Linked DNA regions of Capsicum annuum: region 2 is linked to region 1. The links are chromatin contacts, called in public Hi-C maps. All regions are on one chromosome and are shown on one strand. Each heading gives the region's core, a stretch centred on a gene start, on an enhancer-like site or on the middle of the called end of the contact. The rest is flanking DNA. Distances are from core to core; before and after follow the strand shown. Region 1 holds the start of LOC107849562 (histidine protein methyltransferase 1 homolog). Region 2 holds the start of LOC107851261 (adenosylhomocysteinase).

Region 1 (4,657 bases), core at 1,270-3,769:
TCTTGGAACTTCCTCCCCGGCCCCGCTCCGCAACTCACACATAGACCCCAAGGTCTAAAGGAGAAAGGAGCGGAGATGCCTCCCTCAAGTGAAAAACAAAGGAACTGATAGGAGATGCACAGTAGATGCACAGTTACTTCTCCTAAAGTTGGTTTCTCTGGACACTCAACAGTATCTTATAGTGATCATCATTGATAAATACTTGCACAAGTATTCTATAAAAGAGAATCACCCTACTAAAAGCTCTTTCATCGACAAAAGCATGTGACTTATATAGGGAAAGAAAAAAACGTTAACAGAAAAATACTTATACTATGCTTAACGAACAGTAGACCTTTCTACTGCCTACAATAATAAATTGGACATCATTTTGACGAACACTGCATTGAGAAGGTAAGAGTGGATTTAATAAGTTAGGATTAGCAGTCTCTATGCATAACGGACAAGATCAAAAATTTCACCTCCACATTAGGAGCCCACCTCTAAAACTCTTTTTCCAGTCAATGATAATTGGCCGCTTTGCATCTCAGAGCTTAGAGTCTTCACTAAATCTAATGAACCTTCCCACAATTTCAGCCCCCCTGCAAAATGAAAATGAGAATATCAGTTATCTAATTACACTTCATAAGCCCAACATTCATTCCATACAACATGCTAGAAAATTGACGGTATTATGCTGATCGTAACCCTGCCGGACTTCTCATGATATTTTTCTACAATACTTTTTAATCAAAACAGTATATACATAAATTATCTATGAATAGAATGGCTCACGACTTTTTCTCCAGACTTATGACCAGCCGTGAACTTTCCCTTGCATAACACTACTTTATTTGCCAGTAAAAATTGACGTCATTACATCTAATTCTAGATCTGATAAATTTAAAACATTCCTAGACAGACGACATTCAACTAAATAAAGTTCACATAATTCATGTTGAGGTATCAGTAATTGTAACGAGCATGAAGGAGACAAAATGGGGACCTAAAACGTTGCTACCTTCATATTTGCCGGGGATCAAATCGGAATTTGACAGCCCAAATACTTGCTTTGTACTGACCCTTCCCTATAAAAAGGATTAAACACTAGTTAAGGCAACTAAAAGATATCTGAAGCTACATTCTTCTTTTCTTCCGTTAATAGTGGCTTTCGTGGAAAATGTTTTACCTTAGGAAAAGTGTTTGTTTCATTATAAAAGCAGGTAAGAATACGTACTTGTACAAGACATGGTGGAGGGTGTAAGTACAGCGTTATTAAGATGATATCTTTCAGCAGGTTTGCTAAAAATAGTGATCGAAACAAGCTAATTGAAGTAAAAGGCGGAATCTTTGTAAAGAAAAAATGAATTAAAGTATAAAAAAAATGATTTTTGAGAGAGAACACTTCCACATTTGAAAGTAAATAAACACTGAATGATTTCGACAAGGAAAATATCTTTAGCCACATTAAAAAAAAAGGTTAATAAGATGATAGAACTAATCTTACCTTAAGTAAAGTAAGGCCATCCAAATCTACAGGCTCCACATTGAACTCCACATTTGATGAAACCTAATCCAACAACAACAATAATAACTACGTCTTAGTCTCAAACAAGTTGGGGTCGCTATATGAATCTCCTCTTCTTCATTTAAACTCATTTTGTATCATGATCATGCTAAATAAAATAAAAAATGAAAACTAAGAGTGTGTGTTTATATATAGTACTTTTTGTCCTGAGCTGCGGGGTCTATCGGAAACCACCTCTATACTTCTTCGGAGGTAGTGGTATGGACTGCATACATTTTATCCTCCCCAGACCCCACCTACACTGGGTATGTTGTTGTAGTGTCGGAAGTTCTCTGACATGTCCAAACCTTGGTAGACCTGGTATTTATTACTAATAGGAAGTGACAGGTTGAATTAATCGAGGTGTACGTTAGTTGGCCTAACACCACGGTTATAAAAAAAGTTCTCCAACAAGTCTAAATCACATAAAGAACTGATTTTTCTTCCTTCTAAACTCCGAGATAAAGATACAATTTTTAGTATGAAGGGCCAAAAATAGACCTAAATTATCCCGGTTTTCAAGTTTTCTACTTGAACTATCACCAACTATTCATCAAAACACGTTTCATTTATCAATTGTTCGCTTTTCCTATCTATAAAACTCTAAAAAAGCGGATATTTTAGGTGTGTTTTTGACGATTTCATGTTTTGATTTTCGAAATTCAAACTATTCGAACGTTAGACCAATATTTTTAAATGTAATTGAACTACAACTTATATTATAATTTATATTAAATTAACTCTCGATAAATGAAATGTAACTAACCTGTGAGGGAAGTACTTCAACAGAAGGAGGTGGAGGTGGAGGTGGAAGTGGCTTTTCTGGGCCATCAAGAAAACCCGACCCGAATCCGAACCCAAAACCCGACCCGAACCCGGACCCGGATGTGTGTGTCTCCATAGCTAAAAAGTTTCAGTTTGAGGTTTCACTGTGTTGACGGCAAACTGATGGGAAGTAAACGCAACAGCTAAATGGGTCAAGACATATGGATATTAAATGGGCCTACTTATTGGGCTTTTATTTAGAGGTGTTTTTTGATTTTCCGTTAGGAGTGGGTTAAAGTTCCACGTTGGTTGGGAACAGACTAACAATCTGCTTATATGGAGTTGGTTTCTCATAAGCTAATTTTTGCGGTTAAGTGAGGTCCAAGTGTCATATCTTTACAAAATATCAGAGTCAGGTTCATCAGCGTTTGGACTTTTTGATCCACGCTTTAGTTGGGCCTATATGTAAAGGGGGTGTTAGAATGGGTTAAAGTCTCATATTGATCGAGAAATTGACTAACGGTTTGCTTATATGGACTTATACAATCCTCCCCTTGTGAGCTAGCTTTTTCTGGGTTGAGTTAGACCCACGTGGCATATCTTTACATGGTATTAAAGTCAGGTCTATACCTGTTTGGACTTTCGATCCATGCTCTAGTTGGGCCTGTGCGTGAAGGATGTTAGAATGGGTTAAAGTCCCATATTGATTCGGCAATTAACTGACTGTATGCTTGGATGACTTAGATAATTCTTCCTTTATGAACTAGCTTTTGGATTGAATTAGGCTCATGTGACATATCTTTACATGGTGTCAAAGTCAAATTTATCCTTGTTTACATTCCCGATTCACGCTCTAGTTGTGCATGTGCGTGGAAGGATGTTAGAATGGGCTAAAGCCCCATGTTGATTCAAAAATGGACTAATAGTTTGCTTATATGAAATTAGACAAACTCTCTTCGTGAGATAGCTTTTGGATTGAGTTAATTAGGCCCTCGTGACATATCTTTACATGGTATCAAATTTAGGTTCATCCCTGTTTGAACTCTCGGTTCACGCTCTAGTTGTGCATGTATGTGAAGGGGATTGTTAGAGTGGTTTAAAGTCTCACATTAATCAGAGAATATACCGACGACATGCTCATATAAACTTGGACAATTCAACTTTTGAGATCGAATTAAACTCATTGTCATAGCTTTACATTTTCAGGCCTAGAGTAATAAATGTGTTCCATGTGAATTTGGTGCCAATAAAAATACTTTTTATTGTTTGGTTGGTGAGTGTTTTTACTTTTTTATTAGTACTAAAGATCAATAACAATATCAATGTATATAGACATAAATTGTGCACAATTTGTTTGTAGGAAAAGATATTAAATAAAGGGTGTGTTTGGTATGATGAAAAATGTTTTCCTATTTTTTCTTGTTTGGTTACAATAAAATGTTTGGAAAACATTTTTCACAACAACTCATTTTCCTCAATTTGAGGGAAAATGACTTCCCTCATAGGTCAAGGGAAGTTATTTTTCAGAAAATGACAAATGTGACTTATGACCCCACCCCCACTCCTCTTCCCCACCCCAACAACACTCATATTCATATGACTCAAAAAATTCACATTTCTCAAAAATTTACATTACTCGGAGATATTTTTTACTATTCTTTGCTTCAATTTTTCACTAATTGAAATAAAAAATACTGAAGCCTGAATTTTTTTCATTTCCAATGTTCGTTGAATGTATTGCTATTTTCATATGCACAGAGGAAAACTTACCTATGTTAGTTTTGCTAATTGCATATTTCATTTTGTCATCGATGTAACTTGTTTCACGAGGTTGAATAAGCTTGTCGTTCTGTTATATTTCTATTGATTGCAGTATCTTGAGATTGTCCAGACAAAATATTGAAAAGTGTCTCCTATATTTGCTAATTAATAGTTGCTTAAATTTAGTGATTGTAATATTTTAGTATTCGATATTGATATTATTTGTTATGCTTAAATTAGTTCTTACAAATTGTTGAGTTGCTAGAGGTACTGATATACTAGTTAACAGTTAGTAATATTTTCTAAAAAAATTATTTTTCAACTCATCAATCAAACGCTAGAAAATATTTTTCTAAAAAATAGTCTCTACTCACCAACCATACACCATAAAATATTTTTCAAAAAATATTTTCCACTCACCAACCAAACATGAGAAAATAAGTAGAAAACCAACTTATTTTCATGCAAAATATTTTCCATCATACCAAACACACAAAGCTCAATACCCTCAAAGTTGCTCGTTAATTTAAGTTAATCCATTACAAGATTAAAAACACAACAAAGCTAATTAAGGGCATGAAATTA
Region 2 (4,657 bases), core at 1,274-3,773, 710 kb after region 1:
CTAAAGAAGTGTTAAGTGATCAAATATTAATTAATTAATTAATTATTGATCGTTAAAGTGACTGGTGTTATTAATTTAAATTTGTATCCTATACGTTCATTAAAAAAGTAAAATGCTTCTCGTCAAGAAGTTTCTTCATTTCAAAAGCTTAAATCCAAAATTTCTGATTAAAGATAAAGGAATTACAATTAATCTAATTTATGGTAATCTTAATTTTGATGAATGGTCTTGCTTAGTAGGTAATTTTACCTAAAACCTTCTAATTAATGTAAGTATCAAACACAAATTATTAAGGTTGCCTTTTCTTTCTTCAACAAACTTTTAGTTAGATGAAAACATATGGAAAAACATTAACCAAATTCCATTTTAAATATATTTAAGTTCTATATGTGATGGGACCAAATATTGTTGTTGGCTGACTATAATAAGTTAGAGCCTCATCCCCACATTTTTTTTTTATACTCGTCGGGTCTGATCAACTTTTGATACCTCGATTGATTCCACGAGATATCTGTCACCTTTCGCCAGTAATAAACACCGGATAATTACTCTATCCATCAAGACTAGAATAGATGGACATATATCACCAACTATATATTCATTATCCCTACATTTACGTCATTATTTATTGTTGTTGATCTTGTAATAAGAGTGCAATATGTAACGTGTCAGTTATGCATACAGCGTGTATATAAATTCTATTGTAAACAAAAGTCTGATATTTAAGTGAAAAACGATAAATGTCATTGAGTTTCGAATGGTGCATACTGCTTCTCGAAAATTTCTTGATTATTATTCGTACTCTATTTATATCAAACTTATAGTATATGGGATATTTTGCACATAGATTTCATAATTAATTAAACGTAAAATATTTAACTCGAATAAATTAATATAATTTGTGAAATATTAGTAAAATTTTGCAATTGGGTAAACATGTTAGGGAGTGAAGAGGACGTGGTCACGTTTAGAGCACAACCACAAGTCCACCAACAACAACCAAAGCAAATATTTTTTCCAACAACTCCCTTGCTACTAACTTGTCTATTGTTGTATTGGGTCCGACTAAATCTGAATTTGTATAAAAAAATTTTACGTTAAGGGATAAAATGTTTCGTAGCAAAAACCGCTTTATATCCAGACAGGGGCGAACCTATATGTATTTTTTTGATGCTCCGGCACCCATTAGTGCGACAGTCCGAGCACAATGTGGCTCCCACCCTCTTTGGTGCCCCATTCTAGGTGACTTGTGCCTGGTCTGCCACCGAGGACGCTTCTCCAGATTAGATATAATTATATAAAAAAATATGAAAAATAATATAAGCTTCAAAATAACACCCAGGAAACCAAAAAGATTGTTGGGTGCTTTGGTTTTCATGCGAAACCTTAAAGCTTTGAGCATCAATATGTATGTTCGAACCTCACGAGCACCTACGGCCCCTAAATCCTAGGTCCGTCACTGTGTCCAGAACTCGAATGCGAAACATGTAGTTAAATAGAAAAGAGTACTTATCATTACACCACTCTTTCATGCCTATATAGGACAACGTTGTTGGTCATGTCAATTTCATTTACCTAATCAATGTTTGGCTTTGAGTTCCTTTCTTGGTTGGTGAATGACTAACTTTACCATAACAAGATTAACTCCAAAATTTCAATTTTTATTTTGTTGTTGTAATGAAAAAGACTTTATGAAATGGATGATATCTCTTTATTTTTAATTATTGGAGATCTCGAGTTTAAATTAGAAAAGCGAGTTTTTAACATATGACATCGCTTTGACACCACATTTCTTTTTAGTGACATCTTACATAACACGAATTTGAATTAATCAAACTGACATGTGTCAGATCGAATAGTTATATTAAAAAAGATTTTGGTGTTGTAATGCATGTTATTGAGATTTGTGAACGTGAAGTTAACATGCAATACATCCTTATTCTACCAACCAACCCTTCCAAAAAATGTTTTAAAATAAAATAACTTTTTTTAAAACAACATAATCTTGTCCATCACGCAGTAACGGAGCCAGGATTTTCATTAAGGGAGTTCAGAAATAAATACACGAACTAATCGAAGGAGTTCAACATCTATTATATACGAATAAAAAATATTTTTAACCATGTAAAAATAGTATAATTTTCCATCGAAGGGGGTTCGGATGAATCCCTGGAGCAAAGGTAGCTTCCCTAAATTTCACTAGTGGGATTATATTGATTATATTATTGTTATTATTGTTGTAATAAACTTTTCGACACCTACTAACAGGACAGTTTAATTAGTCAAACCTCGATGTGAGTATCGAAACAAAATGAAAAAAAACTTTGGTGGTTTTTTTTCTCCTATTCTTCTCCATTATTTAAGGGTTACCTTACCATACAAAATATATTTCAAATAATTTCTACCATTCATTTTTACCAAATTATTCACCAAACATTAACAATAAATCTCAAGATTTGATCGAACAAATCCTAACCGTCCATTTTCATCCTTCAAACTCTATATAATAACTTCCCTCCTTTCATTTCTCTTTGCCACAACACTTGTTTTTCTTCCACAAACAACTCAAAGGGAGAAGCAAAACCTTCAAACTTCTCTCAATTCCTTCAGTTTTTCCATTATACACTCTCTACAATGGCGTTACTCGTCGAGAAGACTACCTCAGGGAGGGAGTACAAGGTTAAAGACATGTCACAAGCTGATTTTGGCCGTCTTGAAATCGACTTGGCTGAAGTCGAAATGCCAGGTTTGATGGCATGTCGCACTGAATTTGGACCGTTACAGCCATTCAAAGGTGCAAGAATCACCGGTAGTTTACACATGACGATACAAACAGCTGTCCTTATAGAAACCTTAACAGCATTGGGAGCAGAAGTAAGATGGTGTTCATGCAACATCTTCTCAACACAAGATCACGCGGCAGCTGCCATAGCGAGGGATAGCGCGGCTGTATTCGCGTGGAAAGGAGAGACATTGCAAGAGTATTGGTGGTGTACTGAAAGAGCACTTGATTGGGGTGTAGGTGGTGGACCTGATTTGATTGTTGATGATGGTGGTGATGCTACATTGTTGATACATGAAGGAGTAAAAGCTGAGGAAGAATATGCTAAAAGCGGTAAAATACCGGATCCTAATTGTACTGATAATGTTGAGTTTCAACTAGTGCTTACTATTATCAAGGAGAGTTTAAAGACCGATCCTTTGAAGTATACTAAGATGAAGGAAAGACTTGTTGGTGTTTCTGAAGAAACTACTACTGGTGTTAAGAGATTGTATCAAATGCAGGCTAATGGAACTTTGCTATTCCCTGCTATTAATGTTAATGACTCTGTCACCAAGAGCAAGGTATATTTTCAATTACTTTTCTTTGTTGATTATCTAGCAGTTATCCCATTTTGTTGTGTGCTTTTATATTTTTTTGTTTGTTATACTGTTATCTGCCATGAGTCGGGGGCCCGGGCTCTATCGGAAAGAGCCTCTCTAGTTCATCTGAGGTAGTGATATCGACTTGGTATGGACTGCACGCGTACACTTTACCCTCCCCAGACTCCACTTTGTTGTTGTTTCTTTGTTGGTTTTATCAATTCTTTAAAATTTGGTATAGTTTTTGTTGATTTGAAGGAGCCTTGACGTATCTAGTAAAGTTGCCTCCATGTAACCAGGAGGTCACCGGTTGAAACAACCTCTTGTAGAAATGCACGGTAAGGCTACATGCAATATGTCCTTATGGTTCGGTCGTTCCCTGGACCTGTGCATAGCGGGAGCTTTAGTGCATTGGCTACCCTTTATAGTTTTTGTTGATTAGAGTTTAGATATAGGCAGACTGGGCTTTTTGGTTTAGTGTAAATATTTTTATATGCTTCTTGAGATTTAGATCTGATGTGTGTACTTGATACTGAATTGGATATTAGAGGTAATTTTTGCCTAAGATTCATGTTGGTTGTGATCTAGCCAATATAGTAGACAATCAGTTGGATCTTAGCTCATTTGTAGTGTTGTCAAAGGCGCGGTTAAGCCATGAAGCGAGGCTCAAAAAGTGTTGAGCCATCGACTCACTTAATATGCGCTTCAGTGTCGCAGTGTCGTCGTCAAGGTTATAAGGCATACTTTTCCTTGCCATGAACACTAAACAATTGATATTTCACTTTATCGTATTTTTTTTTACAAAATATGTCTTGGTTTATATATTTGTCATTCATGCTTGTAATTATTAGTTTTGAACTAAACATGTATATATTTGTGTTCTTTCTTCCTTTGTTACTTTTTTCGTTAAAGCTCATGCTTTATTTGTGGTTTGCGCTTAAAGCCCCAATAGACCTTGGAGCTCCTTTGCAGTTTTTGCTTTTGATAACACTTAGTGGGAGAAATGAATGTGTTTCTTTTACTAAAGGGTATTTAACAGCCTCTTGCAGAAATGCAAGGTAAGGCTGTGTACAATAGATCCTTGTGTTACAAACTATTCGAGGAATCGGCATCTTTAGTTATTAGTTGGAGATGCATAATGTATTATACCTTGATTTAGCTATTATCAAAGCTTATATGTATACTTATCGATAGCTAATTGACCGATGAATTTTTATGTCCTGGCGTGTACTCAGTTTGACAACTTGTATGGATGTCGCCACTCACTGCCCGATGGTCTCATGAGGGCTACTGA

Evidence for each region. A called contact is a pair of places that touch in the nucleus more often than the background predicts.
Region 2: a contact with region 1 is called in a Hi-C map of bud, with 5 times the contacts expected there. The contact joins the promoter of LOC107851261 here to the promoter of LOC107849562 in region 1. A contact is called at or near these places in 5 of 5 Hi-C or Micro-C datasets (bud, leaf, pericarp and 1 more).

The regions. Positions count from the first base shown.
Region 1 is chr12:229,785,315-229,789,971 of UCD10Xv1.1, forward strand. It overlaps LOC107849562 (histidine protein methyltransferase 1 homolog), which reads right to left and starts at 2,520. Exons shown (of 8, transcript XM_016694117.2): 1 at 2,313-2,520; 2 at 1,487-1,549; 3 at 1,001-1,067; 4 at 481-581. The coding sequence starts at 2,447. It overlaps LOC107851131 (apyrase), which reads right to left. Exons shown (of 9, transcript XM_047401311.1): 9 at 4,566-4,657.
Region 2 is chr12:230,500,243-230,504,899 of UCD10Xv1.1, forward strand. It overlaps LOC107851261 (adenosylhomocysteinase), which reads left to right and starts at 2,524. Exons shown (of 2, transcript XM_016696209.2): 1 at 2,524-3,345; 2 at 4,599-4,657. The coding sequence starts at 2,635.